Linked DNA regions of Sus scrofa: region 1 is linked to region 2. Evidence: chromatin contacts called from public Hi-C data. All regions are on one chromosome and are shown on one strand. Each heading gives the region's core, a stretch centred on a gene start, on an enhancer-like site or on the middle of the called end of the contact. The rest is flanking DNA. Distances are from core to core; before and after follow the strand shown. Region 1 has its middle 870 kb from the start of MCTP2. Region 2 has its middle 15 kb from the start of NR2F2.

Region 1 (3,273 bases), core at 720-3,219, 1.0 Mb before region 2:
ACATAAGTTTGTCCCTTGTTTTTCCCATCTAGAAACAATCAGGTCTAGGATAAAATTATTTTTCTTTTTTTCTTTTTCAGTGGGAAAATTGAAAAGACAGACACTCATTTTAAGCAGAGAAGAAAAAATGTATGCATGTATTTTTTTCCTCAAAAATTAAAAACGGAAGCATGAAATTTGCTTTAAAGATATTCATATTTTCAACTACCTAGAAATTATCCAAATGATTGGTATTTGTGTTGTTTTTGTTTCTAACTATAATAATGCTGCTGAAAATGCTCATGGTATGCATTTACTTTAGGTGACTCTACCTCATAAAATGCATAGATCACATTGCATATGCTTTTCCAAGTTTCTTTTAAATTAGGATATGTGCATTCCATGCCCACCTAGATAGCACAGAAGAAAGCCTAGACTTCAGGAGAAAGCAACTAAAATTGGGATAGAAACTTGCCATTTGGACATAATTTGGTCCATCACCACCATAGATTTTACAGTCTCAGCTCCCCTTCCACAGACCCATCGACAAGAGGGTATTACAATTTTTTGCTGACATTGGTGACCTGGCATCGCTGATTTATTCTCTGCTTCGGTTTACAGAGGAATAAACCAGTAATTAATTATATATCAGAACATGAGAATCGACCTTGCAATAATGTACAGGCTAAGAACGCTCTATTTACATATGTAGGTTATTTAAAATATGTCTTGTTAAATAAATATTTAAAATACCTCTTTATTTAGCTTATAAACTGTTTGGACTGAGGCTGCAGTGTGACTCGCAGAATGTTCGAAAGAGTGAGAGAGTTACCATAGATTTTCATCTCTTCCTGACCTGCAATTTTTCCCCTCTCTCTCTGGCAGGCCTCTTTAAGGCAAATAACAACATGAACTTTCTTGCCATCAAAATATGTAATATTGGTAGAAAGATGATCTTTGGAAAACTGTAAAACTCACCTTTATCTTGAGGGCAGGTACTAAGAACAAGGGATGTAGGCATAAATTAACCACAGTCGTCAAGACCACCTCTTAGAGAGCAGTGAAGTAGACAGGAAGTATGGGAAATGAATGATTTCACAGCAAAATGTTCTCCCTGCTCTGAGGTTGTTTGTCCAGTCCAGAGTTATTTTTAAAGGAGAAGAAAATGAAATACAGAACTTAGAGTTATCCACGTCGCTTGAGTCAGCACAAACTCATGATTTCAAAACAACCGTAATGAGAACACGCATGGTAAGGACGACGGTGTTGGGGGAGACAAACGCTGTACTTTGCAAGAGAAATAAGCTCAGCGTCAGTCCAAGACCAAGCTAGGCATTCAGTTTATTTTAGGTGCTCGAAAGTTAGTTTTTTCCTGGAGCGAATGTCTCTATACCTGAAACCGCCCAGTTTTCGCCAAAGCATGTTTGTTCCCTGCAATCTGGAATCACAAACTTAATCAGTTGTTGATCCACCAGGGGGAGCAGTTCACCAGCACAAAACAAACCTTCCCCAAAGGAAGTCGGGGAAGGCGCCTCTTCCTCTCAGTTTACACAGCGGACAAGGACCCTGATTTTTATCGGTTCTACTAGATGTGGCGCTCCTCTGCCTAATACTCATTTCATGTGCCTAACCCTATGCTGGTGGGATACATATTGTTCCTTTGTGGACACGTATACCCACAGCAGATTTTAAAGTAGGACTGAGAAATCAGACCTTGTGCTTTGTAGAAATTCCTTGTTTTATTATAGGAAATACAGTCCCTGCTTCTCCAGCAGCTTATATGGACAAAACCAATAGATTTGTCAAACTATTTATTCAATCCTTATTCTCCGATCTTCAGTCTGGTGTGTGTGTGTGTGTGTGTGTGTGTGTGTGTGTGTGTGTGTGTGATTCTCGCAGCTCTTGAAGCCAGGCAACTACCACAGCTTGCTGACAGCACAGCTTCTTTCCTCAGCCCTTTCCCTTTCCTTTGGCCAGGGCCCTGGGGCTGGGCAGGAAGACAGCTGTCAGAGAAAGGTCCGTGTTGATGATAAACTCTTTGTGTGCAAGTTCAGGCTTTGTACCAGCCTGTCCAAACAAAACAGCTGTGGACTTCAATGGACCTGTGTGTGGGTAGAGAACCCCAAGTTTGTTAATGTAGAAAGACAACCAGAAGTGTATACCAGCTCCTAACGTGCTTTTCAAATGGTTTTGAAATCCACAGAAGGAATTCCCCTAGGAAAGCCTAGTTTTAATTTTAATAAGGTCAGTTCCTTATCCTAAACCTCTTTCCTGGTCCTTCAGCATCCTAAATCTTTTTATGGCTCCTTAAATTCCTTGTCCATTTAATATTTTTCCCTGGTAGTTTAAGGGGTAGGCTCTGGGTCTACAGCTTCACCATCACCAGGGAACTTGCTAGAAATGCAGAACCTCAGACCCTATCTTAGACCTGCTGAATCAGAATCTGCCTCTTAACACAACCCCAGGTGATTGGAGAACATGTTGAAGGCTGACACTCTGCTCACAGACAGCCTGGTCTCTGGATGGGCCTCCTTCTGTTAGGACATAGATAAGATACACAGATCTACGCATTCTTCTAAACAGAATGTGTAGATGTCAAGGTCATTACATGATCTTATGATACATGCAACCAACTCTTGAAGCAGCAGTCTTGAGAGTTCAGTCTTTCAAGTTAAAAAAAAGAAAAAAATCTTAGCTTCCAACCTCAGGTCGGGCACTTGCCAGCTCTTCCTATCCTCATTTGTACCTCATAAGTATTAACTCTATTGTGGAGATTAAATGAACACCTGACACTCAAAAGATCCCATTGTTATTCATCTTTCCCTTCAGAATTGAGTTTTCAATCTATGAATATTATTCAGTGATTTGATTAACTTTTTTCCATCCAACTTTTCTATTCTTTTATTTTTCTGCTATTTTTAAAAATGTGTTTTATTACTTCTGAAGAAAACATGGGGAAGGAATAGTGAATCTCAAGTCTGCCTATGTATTTACTAATTAGTTGCTTTGTTGAATGATTTTTGAAGAGGAAAAAGTTGAAAAAGCTGAAATAATCATTTAGGATTTTTGATGAAATTCCAAGACCTATCTTTAACATTGTTATATCTAGGATAATTGAAGGAGGGAGAAATTCATTCTTGAAAACAAAATAGAAAATATCCCCTTTAAATACCTAAAGATGAGGGAGAAACAAGCTGAATTCCAAGAAGCACATCTGTTAATCCTATCATGGGAACACTGTCACAGCTGGATGGAGTGAGTGACAGGTATTTGTGCTGTAGTACTGTGACATAT
Region 2 (3,265 bases), core at 279-2,778:
GTAACTATTTTGTTTTGGAGTCTCTCCCCCCCCCCCTTCTCTTTTCCTGGTTTAGAGGAAGCTCAGTGTGTGGGAGCTTGCAATTTTTGTTCTTACTGAGGCTTTGCAGCACCCCCACCGCCATCATACATCACTATGGTTGTGGTTTAATTTTAAAAGGGGGTGGGTAAGGGGATGTGAAAGAAAAGGATCATTTTGTAAAGTGTATTAAACTTTGATACTCAGTTCCAGTCAATACATGTAGACCGGAAAAATCTGTCTGATTTGTGCATTTGAGCAGAGTTCTCCATCTGACCCTCAGCTTCTTTCTGTAGATATATACATACATAAATATAAGTATGTTCTTATGGCAGAACATCGCTGACCTCTAGATTGAGGTTTTGTAGCTTGTTGTTTATTTTCTTCTCTTGCAAGTGCTATCCATGTGAGTGTGTGAAGTTTCTCTAATAAGTAAAACACAGGCCCTTTTCCTTGTTTGTTTTGTGTTAGTTTATTGTAAACAGCCATTTGTTGTAAATTATTATTGGCATTAAATTATAATTTATGATTTTCAAAGCAAAAGACAGTCCCTGTTTTATTCTGCTTAAAGCATGTGTTCTAGACGTTGGAAATCTCTCTCTCACTCTAAGTTTCAGCAATGAGCTTGGGGTCTGCGAGGCAGAAAAACAGGACCCAAAATTTTTCAAACGGTTAAAACAAAACCCCTTGTATATGTTTAGAGTGGCCGGAGGAGGATCTGTTTAGAGTCTTGAGTTTGGTTTAAGTTTATTGCATTTAAAGAAAGTTTTTCTTTTCACGCTGAGTTAGAACAAAAGATCTTTGCTTCGACTGAATTGGACAAAAGACGAGGGCTGGGACCCAGCGAGTGCGTTCTGTGTGAAATTGACGAGATCTTTAAAAAAGCTGCTAAACATGGCGACTCTTTCCCTTTAAGTGTCTCTTTTTCCTTGCTGGGTTTTTTTTTCCCCCCTATCTGATCTGAGCTCGCTTTATTTCTTTTCCCAACCCCGCTCCCCCTCCTCCTCTTGGCGCTCGGGGGTGTGAGAGAACCCAGTTAGACGCGAAATGCAACAATAGTCCGAGGAGAGAGAGAGAGGGGCGATCGCTGCTTCTCGTCACTTTCAAACAAACCTGGGGAATGACTGAGCTGGGGCGGGGGGGGGGGGGGGCTGGTTCCTAGCCTGTTCGCTCGGCTCGCGGCCGCCCTGCCTCGGCCTTTCACTATTAGTTCTCTCCCGGCCGCCAGGGGCTGGGGCTCAAAGTTAGCGGGAGACGTCCGGGGCTGGTTCCGCGGAGACGGCTGGGTTAGCATCCGGCCGGCTGCAGGGACCGGGGCCTGGAGTTGGCAGCAGCTGAGGAAAAGTGCCTGCCCCCCAGCCTCCGCCCCCCACTTACGTGCGGCGGAATTCCGCCAGCGCCCCCGGAAAGTCCGGGGTGCCGGGCGCTCCGAGCTGCTCTCCTAGGATGTGCAAGAAGCGGCGACAGGCGGGGGGCGGAGGCGGGGGGCGGTCAGGGGGAGCTCGAGCGTGTGAAACTCTGCCTCGAAGCTCGCTTTTGACTTGGTCCTATGAGCTGAGCCAACATGGCGTCTCCCACTGCACCGCGAGCGCCGGGCTGCCAGGCACGGCAGGGCCGGGTAATAGAAAACACATTGGTTACCAAAAAGAAAAGGGGGGGGGGCGGCTAAAGGCCATTCCATCTGCAGGCAGAAAACCCTCTTTTAAACTCTAGCTGGCGAGTGAGTGCGGTCCTCGATTATTCTGTAATTAAAGCAGCAGAATTGGTAGGGAACATATTGGTAATACAGTATCCCCTTATCTCTGCGCCCCCTCCCCCTTGTAATAGGGAGAGTTTATTTCAGGTCTCCTCTCCCAACAGGAACCAAATTAGAAAAAGTCTGTATTCTCCACAGATCTTAAATGTTTGAATGGTATAGGGGAGGGGGAGGCCAGTATTTAACAGACCTCGGTCAGTTCTCGCGCTCATTAATGCAGGGGCCGTGCAGGGGGAGGGGGTGTGCCGGGACCACCCCCTACACACACCCGCCGAGCTGAGGGGTGGGGGCCGGGCTTCGATCCCCGCCGGACGTGGGCACAACTTGCTGCTTGCGTGGCAAAGTTAGGGGAAAGGTGGCTTTGCGGGGGGCAGAGAGCTGACTGCCGGTGCGCAGGGGCCGAGGGCCGATTCCGGGCTGGGGGTCGCAGGTCCTAGAAATGTGTGAGGCGGCATGGACGGCGCCCCTAATAGGAGCGCTTCTACATCGGGGGTCCCTTTTAATAGGTTTGAGAGGAGGCGAGGTCTGCCATGGAACAGACCTGACCTCCCAGAGAGGGTCTTCTGAGGGCCTCTGGGGAAACAGTGGTTTGGCCCTGGTCGAGCTCTCAGGCGCTGGGGGAATGGCCCCTTACGGTCCAATACGAGCTCTGGCCCAGGCCTGGAGACCCTTACCCTCAGCCGCCTGGGAGGGGAGCGAGTTTCTCTCTGAATTCCGGGCCTCGTCGAGATTTATTGAAGTTAGGTTTAAAAAACGTGCTTCAGATGATTTTTCCCATTTTCTCAGATTTCAAAGGCTCCCTGCAGTGCGGCTGCCTAATTAATGGTGAAATTCAACTAAATCTAATTATGCAGTAATTTTAAAGCAGTTAGTGCTGGGCGTTGGTTTGTAATAGGACCCCAGTTTTTTAAAGTTTGCTTACTGTGTTGGTTTAGGGGAAAGCCATCTTTTGTATAGCAAAGAAAGACAGGGAAATAGTTTTGCTGCGTGAACCAGAGGACTGAGAACTGCCCCCACCCTCCACATTTCCATCCTCACTTCTATCTATCTCCCTTTCTTTCTCTCTCTTTCTCTCCTGGGCTCCTGCTCAAAATCTGAGCGAGGTGCTAACCCAGCAAGGAGACCTGGTTTCATAGCCAAAGGGGAAAAGGGAGAATTTTTCATAAGGAGACACAAAGGGGCTTGGTATCTGCCCTCCTGGATGCATCTGTAAATGCCTGAAAACAGGGAAGGGGGACTCTCATCTCCTCTAATAGAGAACAGATTTCCTCTCTTTAACATCCATTGTCATTAAGGCGAAAAGCTGACTCTTGGAGTTATAAATCTTATCATCCTTCTGATAACACACTTGTAATAAGTTAGTGTCTTATTCAAAGTGAATTGTAAAACTGCCTCATTTAATATGGCATCTGTGTCGTTAAAACTTTTAAGTCCCCCCCACCTCCTTTGAGTCTTGTAGGCCTGGCATGTGGGCAAGCGCTGAGGTGCCTA

Evidence for each region. A called contact is a pair of places that touch in the nucleus more often than the background predicts.
Region 1: a contact with region 2 is called in a Hi-C map of subcutaneous adipose tissue, with 2.7 times the contacts expected there. The contact joins two enhancer-like sites. A contact is called at or near these places in 16 of 47 Hi-C or Micro-C datasets (brain, embryonic fibroblasts, fetal heart ventricle and 9 more) and 1 of 2 datasets of contacts at active chromatin or transcription factors (skeletal muscle).

What each region holds. Positions count from the first base shown.
Region 1 is chr7:84,095,912-84,099,184 of Sscrofa11.1, reverse strand. No RefSeq gene overlaps it. Among named protein-coding and RNA genes, the nearest start is that of MCTP2, 870 kb to the left of the region's middle. Within about 2 kb of position 1,969, at least 28 of the 83 cell types and tissues checked have an H3K27ac peak or open chromatin away from gene starts, as enhancers often do. A contact at or near this core is called in fetal skeletal muscle, liver, omental adipose tissue and 3 more, where this site is marked.
Region 2 is chr7:83,073,409-83,076,673 of Sscrofa11.1, reverse strand. It overlaps a transcript of NR2F2 not described here. Among named protein-coding and RNA genes, the nearest start is that of NR2F2, 15 kb to the left of the region's middle. Within about 2 kb of position 1,528, at least 42 of the 83 cell types and tissues checked have an H3K27ac peak or open chromatin away from gene starts, as enhancers often do. A contact at or near this core is called in fetal skeletal muscle, liver, omental adipose tissue and 3 more, where this site is marked.